Linked DNA regions of Mus musculus: region 2 is linked to region 1. Evidence: chromatin contacts called from public promoter capture Hi-C data. All regions are on one chromosome and are shown on one strand. The core of a region is the stretch at or near the end of the contact, and the rest is flanking DNA. Distances in the headings are between cores, read along the strand shown. Region 1 holds the start of 4831440E17Rik (RIKEN cDNA 4831440E17 gene). Region 2 holds the start of Hadha (hydroxyacyl-CoA dehydrogenase trifunctional multienzyme complex subunit alpha).

Region 1 (4,551 bases), core at 917-3,416:
TCTTTAATAAACAATGTATATTTATGGTATGTTTGTCTGTGCACCATGTGCATGTCTGCTGTCCACGGAGGTGAGAAGATGGTGTCATATCCCGTGGAACTGAAGTTACAGAGTAGTGAGCCTCCATGGGCAAGACTGAACCTGGGTCTTCTGGAAGAGCAGCCAATGCTCTTAGCCACTGAGCTTACTAGCCACCCACCCCTACCTCTTACCTTTCTAGGATTTGTTTGTATGTGTATGTGTCTGTCTATGCACATGAATACAGGTGCAACAGCAGCAGAAAGATTCCTTCAGAACTGGTGTCATAGGTAACTGTGAACTGCCTTATCTGGATTCTAGGAATGGAACCCAGGTCCTCTGCACCAGCAGTACAGGATCTTAAGGGCTGAGCCATCTCTTCAGTCTTTGTATTATTATTTTTGAGATAGGGTGCTATGCATTTCCTAGGCTGGCTTCCATTCCACTACAGAGTGAGAAATGTCTTTGAACTACTACTCATCCTCCTGCTTCCTCCTCCCAAGTACTGGGTTATAGGGTTGTATCATCAAGCCCATTTGATTTTGAGCTATATTTTACAATTTTTTATTAAGTTCTATCATCTCTTAATTTATGAATTACATGAATAACTACACACCTGAAGCCAAGTATCATAAGTTTCATTATGTATAGCCCTAATTTTTTTTTTTTTTGAAAGACAGGGTCTCACTATGTAGTCTTGGTTGGGTTGTCTTATGCAGACCATGCTGTCCCCAAACTCATAGAGATCCATCTGCCTGTCTTTCTAGTCCTGGTATTAAAGGTATGGGCCACTATACCTGGTTCCATGCCCATTCCTCTATTTTAACCATAGCAACAATAATATAACGTTTAATTTTTTTAGATGAATACTTTTCTTATTCTAGTATCAAAAGAAAAAGGCTTTATTTTAAAAGTTTATATTTAAAAGCCAGGTCCAGGGGCTGGAGAGCTGGCTTAGCGATTCAGAGCACTGTTCTTGCAGGAAACTGGAGTTGATTTCCAGTGCCCACATGGCAGCTCACAATTGCCTGTAACCTCAATCTAGGGGACTGAACACCTTCTGGCCTTCTCAGGTATCTCCACGTACATGGTGTACATAAACTCATGCGGACACGAATACAAACAAAAAACATTTCTTAAAAAAAATCTTTAAAAACGATTCCGTCTAGGGATAAAACTCAGTGGTGGAGTGTTAGCTTAGCTGTGTGTGCAGTTCTGGGTTCAATATACCACAACGACAAGTAATTTAATTTGTCTAGAAACCCCAATTTCCTCTCTCCTTTTAATTTGTAGCTTACCTTTCATATGGCAGCTTTCTTCCCTGCTCCAAGCTTCCTTTGACTGTACATATAATAAAGCTGAAAAGGCCTGCAAGGGATTAAACTTGCAATCAATTCAAATGATTCAACGATTCAACTTTAGCCACTGCAAATAAACAAACAAACAAATGATTACAGCTATAATATGCACTAGACGATCAAAGTTTGATCCAGATGCGAAGCCCAGTTCAATGTTAATAGCCTGGCTATTGGGTGGCAGGAAGGTGAACAGGACCTCTAGAAACAAGTGTATTCTTTTTGCCCAGCATTGAAACTGTTGAGAATGGAAAGAACTGATCGCAAAGTGCGCTCGGATTCCAGGCTCCGAGCAGCTCAGCGCCTGACAGGCTACTCTAAGCCTTCCACGCCGCTCCACAGATCCGTTTTCCCATCTCTACTATTTCTCACTCCTACAAGGCAATCCATAGTGCAAACGAAACGCGGCGTCCTGGGCAATTCTGGCCCCATTTTTAACGAATCGTTTTTTTTTTTTTAATGGGAAACAGCTTAGCAGTATTTCCATTTTTAAATCTTGAGCACACACAACGTTCACGCTGATGCATTTCTCTCGGTGTAGAGACATTTTTTTCCCACTCAACCTGTCCGCTTGGTTTTTTGTACGGCAGCCTCCGGTCTCACGGTGTTTAAAACATGACGTCGGACGGAGAAACTACAGCTGGAGTTAGGATCTAACGTTGTCCTGCCACGGTTGCGCCGCACTAGGGAAGCCTACGTGGGACTCCGCCAGGCCTGGAGCGGCCCACGCCCGCAGGGGGTCGCGGACGCACGTGCGCGCACCGCACGCGGGTGCACGCTCCGGAGTGTTTACATCGATCCCTCCCCCCTCCTCCGGCCGGGCTGGACCCTGATCCCGGATGCCCGGTCCGCAGCTTAGCGCCCGCCAGAGCCCGAGTTGCAGCCACCGCCGCGTCAGAGCGGGCGGGGGAGGGGCGGTGAGGTCAGCGGCGGCGGCCGGGTAGCGCGGGGCGCATGCGCGGACTCAGCCCCGTGAGTGGCAGCAGCGCGCTGGGGGCGGGGGCGGGAGGCGCCTGTGTGTGGGCGAGCCGGCGGCGAGTTTGAGAGGTCTGTGGTGCGGGTCGCCCCGGGGGACCCGGGTGCAGGCCTCGCGCGACGGCCACTGCCGTGTGCGTGTGTTGTTTGTGTGGTGAACGCACAGCCGCAAAACTTCCTCCTTTGCTGCCCCCAGAGAGAGAGCGGGCGTGGGGGAGCGTTCGCGAGCGAGCGAGAGGGATCCCAGCGTGAGGGAGCCAAGCTTGATGGGGCCGAAAGCTAGCGTGAGGGAGCGATCCTGAGCGTGAGGCAGCAAAGCGCCGGCCGGAGAGCGGGCAAACGATAGGGAAGAGCGAGAGCTAGCCGTGCGTTGAACCGAGCGTGAGGGAGCTAGCCACAGGGAACGCCGTGAGCGAGCAGTGTGTGAGGGAGCGATCGCCAGCGCGCGACCGAGGGGCCGGCGCTCGCACCACCCCGGAACCCACCACAACAACTGGAGCAGCTGTCAAAACTTCGCCGCGGCGTGGGCCTGACGGGCTGACGGCGCGGGGGAGGGGTGGCTGGCCCCGCCCCGGCCCGGCCCGGCCCGCCGCCCCCCTCCGCGGCCCTTTCTCCTCCCGCCGCGGGCGGCCTGGGGGAGGGGCCGGGCGGAGACCCCTGCGGCCGCCCCCGGCCCGCGCCCCTCGCGTCGCGCCCCGCCCCGCCCCGCTCGGCGCCGCCCTCCGGCCCGGCCCCGCCGGCCCCAGCCTTGGCCGCGGCGCCCCGCCCCGCGCGGCCGGCCCCGCCCGCCCCGCCCGCTTGCCCGCCGCCCCCCGCCGGCCCCTGCGCGCCGAGTGCGCGCGCCCGCGCCGATGTGTGTGAGTGCGTGTCCTGCTAGCTCCATGTTGCCGCCTCTCCCGGTACCTGCTGCTGCTGCTGCTGCTCCCGGGGCTGCGGGAAATGCGAGAGGCTGAGCCGGGGAGGAGCAACTCGAGCAGCAGCAGCGGCGGCGGCTGCGGCCGCTGCGGCGGGAGGAGCCCCCCAGGAGGAGGACGGGGATCCATGTGTCTTTCCTGGTGACTAGGATGTCGTCGGAGGAGGACCGGAGCGCGGAGCAGCAGCAGCCGCCGCCAGCACCCCCCGAGGAGCCCGGAGCCCCGGCCCCGAGCCCCGCAGCCGCAGACAAAAGACCTCGGGGCCGGCCTCGCAAAGATGGCGCTTCCCCTTTCCAGAGAGCCAGAAAGAAGTAAGTTGAGCGCGAGGGAGCCAGGCGGGCGGCCAGCGGCGGCGCGGCCCGGAGCTGTCAGGCCCCCGGCCCGGTGGGGGCGGGGCGGCCCAGGCGCGGCCCGGTTCGGCGGCGCCCGCGCAGGTCCCGCCGGCCGCGCCGCGCACTTTACTTTGGAGTTCGGCCTCGCTTCTGGGAGAACCGCCCGGCGGCTTCCCCAGGGCCTAGCCCGGCGTCCGCACACGCCCCGCCGAGCACGCCCAGCTTGCTGCCGGCCCGGCCTCTCGGAGCCACAAAGCTGTGGGCGCCAGGGACGGAGCTGTCAAACGCCGCGGCCGGGTGGTCCGGGTGCGGCGGCCGGCGCTCTTTGTCAGCTCGCGGCTCCTTTAACTTTTCTTGCTCCCAGACCGGTGCTTTTGCTTCTTAATGATACATTAGGAAGCCATTCGAGCCTGTCCTCCCCATCCCCCACCGCCCCGAACCGCACCGCCCGGCTCCGCAGCCGGCGCTCGGGATCGCACGGGCCCAGGTGTAAGCGGGCGAGTCGGAGTTTCGGGAACGCGGCCGGGTTCCGCGGCGCTGACGGCCCAGAGCACTTTGTTTAGGGGAGACAGCTTTAAACGTCGCTGGACGAGTAACTTCAACTCCAGCTGGGCAGGCAATGGCTTTCGATTGTTTTTGAGCGTCCGTGAGGACTGTGCCGGGTGGATGAACTGGGCAAGAAGTGTTGTCTTAAAAAGTGGTTATTCGGCAACTTGGCTTGAAAATTAAGGAAACCGTTTTAGTGCCAATGAGTTAGTTGATCAGCAATAGTGGCTCTTCGGGGTGCTGCGGAAGATTGGTGACCGTCTTTCAAAGTTGCAGAATGGCGTGTGTTGCTTACTCATTTCATTGTATGATATTCTCATTGAACTGTTGGCGGTGGAAGGGTGCGCTGGGACTTGCAGGAAGAAGTCAGCACATTTATGGATAGGCTGTTTGTTTGGTTTACGTGCATTC
Region 2 (4,551 bases), core at 1,232-3,731, 4.7 Mb before region 1:
TACACCAGGTGATACACACTAGGCAGCACATACCATAATGGTACACGCCTTTAATCTAAGCACTTAAGAGGCAGAGGCAGGCAGATCTCTATAAGTGTGGGACCAGCCTGAATTAGCCAGTTCTAGGACAGCCAGAGGGACATAATACAGAGACCCAGACTAAAAAAGCCGAAACAAAAACAAAACAAATAAAAAACTATACTACTGTATTGGAAGGCTGGCCTTTGTTGTCATTTACAAAGCTTCAGAAATACAGAAATTTTAACAGAAAAGTATTCAAAACATGTCAATACTTGGGTAGTTTAGGCTTAGGTAGCACAGAGGCACATGGGAAGACAAAAGAGAAAGAAGGGTAGGTGAAGAATATAAAAGCAAGATGGGGTGACTTGACAGTTACTACAACATCAAAGAACAGACTCCAAGTGCAAATCAGAGCCTCCCTCACTGCAGCTGTAGGACCCGAAGCAAGTTGCTTAACGTTTCTGTTTCTGGCCCTTTAGTAAAATGTACACAGTTTTAGAGTTGTTGAGATAATTAAATAGACACCTAAATACAGGTATGTTGCCTTTTATCTAGAAAGGTTTATTTATGTGTTTTCTATTATTAGTGGGTGAAGATATAAATATACTTAGTTCTCCTCTAAGCCTTTGCACTAACGTGCTAATTATCAAACAACAACAAAAAAACCTTTGTACTTGATAGATCTCATAATTTCACCGAGAATGCAGGAAACCAAAAAAAAAAAAAAAAAAAAAAAAGGCACTTTAAATCAAGCATTAGCAAAATATAACCCAAAACCCTCAATAAAAGTGTTTTTCTTTCACATGATTTCTTGTTTTTTGGGGTCGTTCCCCCTCCCTCCACCCCCCACCCCCCAATTTTGAAGGGCTAACTGTGAAGCCAGGGCCCATATGAACAAGATCTCTACCAGCTCTGGTTTTTACACCTTCAAAGAGTTGCAACGTGTATGTGTGTGAATGGTTCCGTTTTTGTCAGTTCCATCTCTAGTTTAGGAAAAATGATAAAAAGCTGCAGGCAACACAAAACAAGTATGTAACAGAGCACAGGGTGGGCTCACAAAACAAACTATTTTCTGTGTGGCTCTTTACAAAAAAAGGATATGAAATAGGTGTAGTGGAAGGCGTGGTATGGGAAAAGGGTTCCTTTTTTGCAATTTACTCCGAAGTGGTCATTTAGTACCAGCTTAAAGTGTTCTTGGTGGTGGAAGACTTAGTTTGACTAGAGCTTTAAAACAGGACGCTCCTTTCTTTCTAGAATCATTTTAGCCATTTCTTTCCTGTGTGGCAGAATAATCAATTAACTAGCAAGTGCCACTTCTGTTTGAATCCTGGCTTGCCACAGAGAAGGTATTATAATCTTTCTGAGCCTGTCAAGTCACCGAAAGTGCAAATGAAACGTGGGGTTTGTGCGTATTAAACAAAATGGTGCACACACCGGAAGCTGACTTTACTTTCTTTTGAAAACAATCAGTTTATTTCAGGGCTCATCTTTCCAGCACCAAAACAAACAACTCACACCCTGGCGCCCAGAAGAGCTGAACTCTCAATTAAAAGTAGACTTAGGTTCTAGACTAATTCTACCACCTGTGGCGCAGTCTCAGTCACTAGCTACGGCTACTTCACAGAAAAAAGAGTGAGGGGTGGCAGGTTTGCCCAGATGTTTGCTGGGTTAGAAAATGTCCGTGAACCCTGGATCACCAAGCAGACTGGAGGACTGTCTTGGCTGCTTTCACCCCCGAGACCCGCACTTAACGACGCGTTCTCAATCTCTACAGCCGCCAGACTGCCTAGACAGGTCAACAACAGGGGAAACGACACCGCTCTGACACAGCCCAGCGTTTCACACACACGCAATCCATTCGTAAACCTGAAGTGACAAATGCAGACAGAAGACACCGCTGCCGCGAGCTACGCGAGAACGCGACCACCGCCCGCCCTGAGGCGGTTCGCACTGGAGGCCTGGACCAGCCTGTCCCGCTCTTGGGACTTCGACCCTCACAGCAAAGGGAAGCGGCCGCGGGCATCGACGAGAAGAGTCGGGAGCAAAGTGGCACCTGCCTGTGGGGAAATCAGAAGAAAACCGAGAAGCGCGCTGCCGCACCTTAGAGTCCGCGAAAACTGCCGCTGCCAACAAGGTCAAGTCCAGACTGACAAACGTCCGCCCACGCCGAGGGGCGGCTCCCGCTCCGCAAGGACCCCCTCTCGCCCCGCCCGCCATCACCGCGGCATTTACGGGCTGCCCGCTGAACGCCTGAGCAGAAAGTCAGACACTCCGCCCTCTCCTCGGAGGTCCTTAGTCTCACCTTCAGAGAAATCATCCTTTCGGCTCGCTTAGTTGAGAGCAAGAGGTAGGGCGACAGGACGGGTGGCAACTCAGAGTCTGCGTTTTAGTAAGGCGGCACTTAGGACACCCTGCCGGACAGGCTCAGAAAAGAAAAGCCCTCGGCTCCATTGCCCCCCACTAGAAGAGCTTTCGTCCTCTTCTGCTCAAGATGGTGGCGTCCCGGGCGATTGGCAGTCTCAGTCGCTTCTCTGCCTTCAGGATCCTACGCTCCAGAGGTGAGCCTGGAGAGGGCTCGGGAGAGTCTCGGAGTGCCTTCAGGAACTGGGGCGGCGGGGAGCAGCGTTTGCCTCTCACTGTCTGCCTCCCACCCCTTTCCCGGGACCCGTGGAAATGGGGCTACTGTTCCGAGACCCTATTTCCTGTGTCCTTGTAAAGGAACTGTCACACCCTCTCTCGCCCTGCTCCGGCAGTGTCAGGCTCTCCCCTAACTTTCCTGAGTCTTTTCCACTTAGTCTGGCAGTTTGCGCAGGTCTCTGCTGTAGCCCTGAGCTCACGCCCCTCTTGTCTCCCTTAATGTTTGTCTTGGCCCTGACACCGCTAAGTTCGGAGGACTAAGTAAGACCTGTCACATTTTTGAGGCTCTACTACATGTTAGTCGCCATAAGAGATATCTATCAGCCTTCTCGGTGACATTGACTACTAGCCTTACAGATCAATGCCACTCCTTGATCTTTTCCGTCAAAACCATTTTTCCCCCCCAGAGAACTCAGCTCTCCCACTTCAGTAATCTTAGTTTGAATGTATAGAAGGTTGAAACTGGAGGTTCTCCGACTTAGGCAAAGAAATTTTGATGAGGAAAAAAATTTTTGATCACTTAGAAACTATTTCTAATCTCATTTCTGTCGATTCCCAGTCAGGCTCCAGGAACTGCATTCCTTTTCAAGCTGGCAGTGAAAGGGTTAAAGGGGTGTTGTTAGAAAACAGCCTTTTCCCAGACATCCCAAATCTGTAAGGGCAAATGTAACTTCATTGTGTATCATACTTGATACTAGTTACTTCCCAGACTTTAGTTTGTAACGTGAATTCACTTTAATTTTCCTCACAAAAAAAAAGGGATGCGTGTAGAATTTACTTCTCTTACCCTCCCCTGGCATTTAATTGATTGAATCTTTTTCTACTTTTTTAAAAACCTCCATAGATCGATTATGTGTAAATAGCCAAAATTGCTACCCACCAAAAAAAAAAAAAAAAAAAATTAAAAAAAAAAAAAAAGTGAAGTGGACTGGGTGCTAATTCACCTTTAATATTAGGTGGGTCTTTGTGTTCCTGTCTGGTCTACATAGTTCCAGGCCAGTCAGGGCTACACAGTGAGACCCTGTCTTTTAAAAAAAAGAAAAGAGCCGGGCATGGTGGCACACGCCTTTAATCCCAGCACTTGGGAGGCAGAGGCAGGTGGATTTCTAAGTTCAGGGCCAGCCTGGTCTACAGAGTGAGTTCCAGGACAGCCAGGGCTATACAGAGAAACCCTGTCTCGGAAAAACCAAAAAAGAAAGAAAGAAAGATCCATCGATCTCTATGTCTCCTGTTTGCACTTGGTTGTGTTTCCTTTTCCACATTTATAACAGTTTTAGGGGAAAAAAGGCACCTATGGTCCTGTATTTGATGTAAGGTACTTTCATGAATTGGCAGCCAGGTTAGCACTGGAGTGGTGATTGGGTCACATGTTCTCTTGTCACTAGCTAGCTGTTGACTTTGCCCTTTCATCTAAATGGGCTTTCTTTTCCCATCTGTGAAATGAATGAGAGTGATTTTTTTTCTTTGACAGGAGAAGTAGTATGATGGAGCAATTAAAAGCATTAAATACGGACTCTGTCATCTGGCTTGAATCTACAGTTTACCTTCTAGTGACCTTGGGAATTAATTTCAGTATCTTTATCATTGGTAAAATGGAGTCAATCATGTTAAATCTAAAGAAGTTATATTAGGTATAACACATAGGCATACATTCTCAATAAATGTTATTAGTTTTTTATCCCTTAGAAGCAATGACTATATATAGCTGAGAACTTGTAATCTATCCATTTTACATAGGTAATAAAAAGCTAACAGCTAAATTTTCCTATACTTCTACATAGAAACATATCTAAATATATAAGTTGTATTTTTTTTTTCATTAAGAAAATGTAGTCTAGAGCTGGAGAGAGGTTAAGAGCGCTGACTGCTCTTCCCAAGGTCCTGAGTTCAAAT

The links. Promoter capture Hi-C pulls out the DNA fragments that hold promoters and counts their contacts.
Region 2: a contact with region 1 is called in a promoter capture Hi-C map of second pharyngeal arch cranial neural crest. The contact joins the promoter of Hadha here to the promoter of 4831440E17Rik in region 1. A contact is called at or near these places in 1 of 39 promoter capture datasets (second pharyngeal arch cranial neural crest) and 1 of 484 Hi-C or Micro-C datasets (B cells).

The regions. Positions count from the first base shown.
Region 1 is chr5:25,497,412-25,501,962 of GRCm38.p6, reverse strand. It overlaps 4831440E17Rik (RIKEN cDNA 4831440E17 gene), which reads right to left and starts at 2,166. Exons shown (of 1, transcript NR_030700.1): 1 at 1-2,166. It overlaps Kmt2c (lysine (K)-specific methyltransferase 2C), which reads left to right and starts at 3,180. Exons shown (of 59, transcript NM_001081383.2): 1 at 3,180-3,573. The coding sequence starts at 3,413.
Region 2 is chr5:30,152,910-30,157,460 of GRCm38.p6, reverse strand. Hadha (hydroxyacyl-CoA dehydrogenase trifunctional multienzyme complex subunit alpha) reads left to right here and starts at 2,481. Exons shown (of 20, transcript NM_178878.3): 1 at 2,481-2,579. The coding sequence starts at 2,513. Hadhb (hydroxyacyl-CoA dehydrogenase trifunctional multienzyme complex subunit beta) reads right to left here and starts at 2,208. Exons shown (of 16, transcript NM_145558.2): 1 at 2,122-2,208.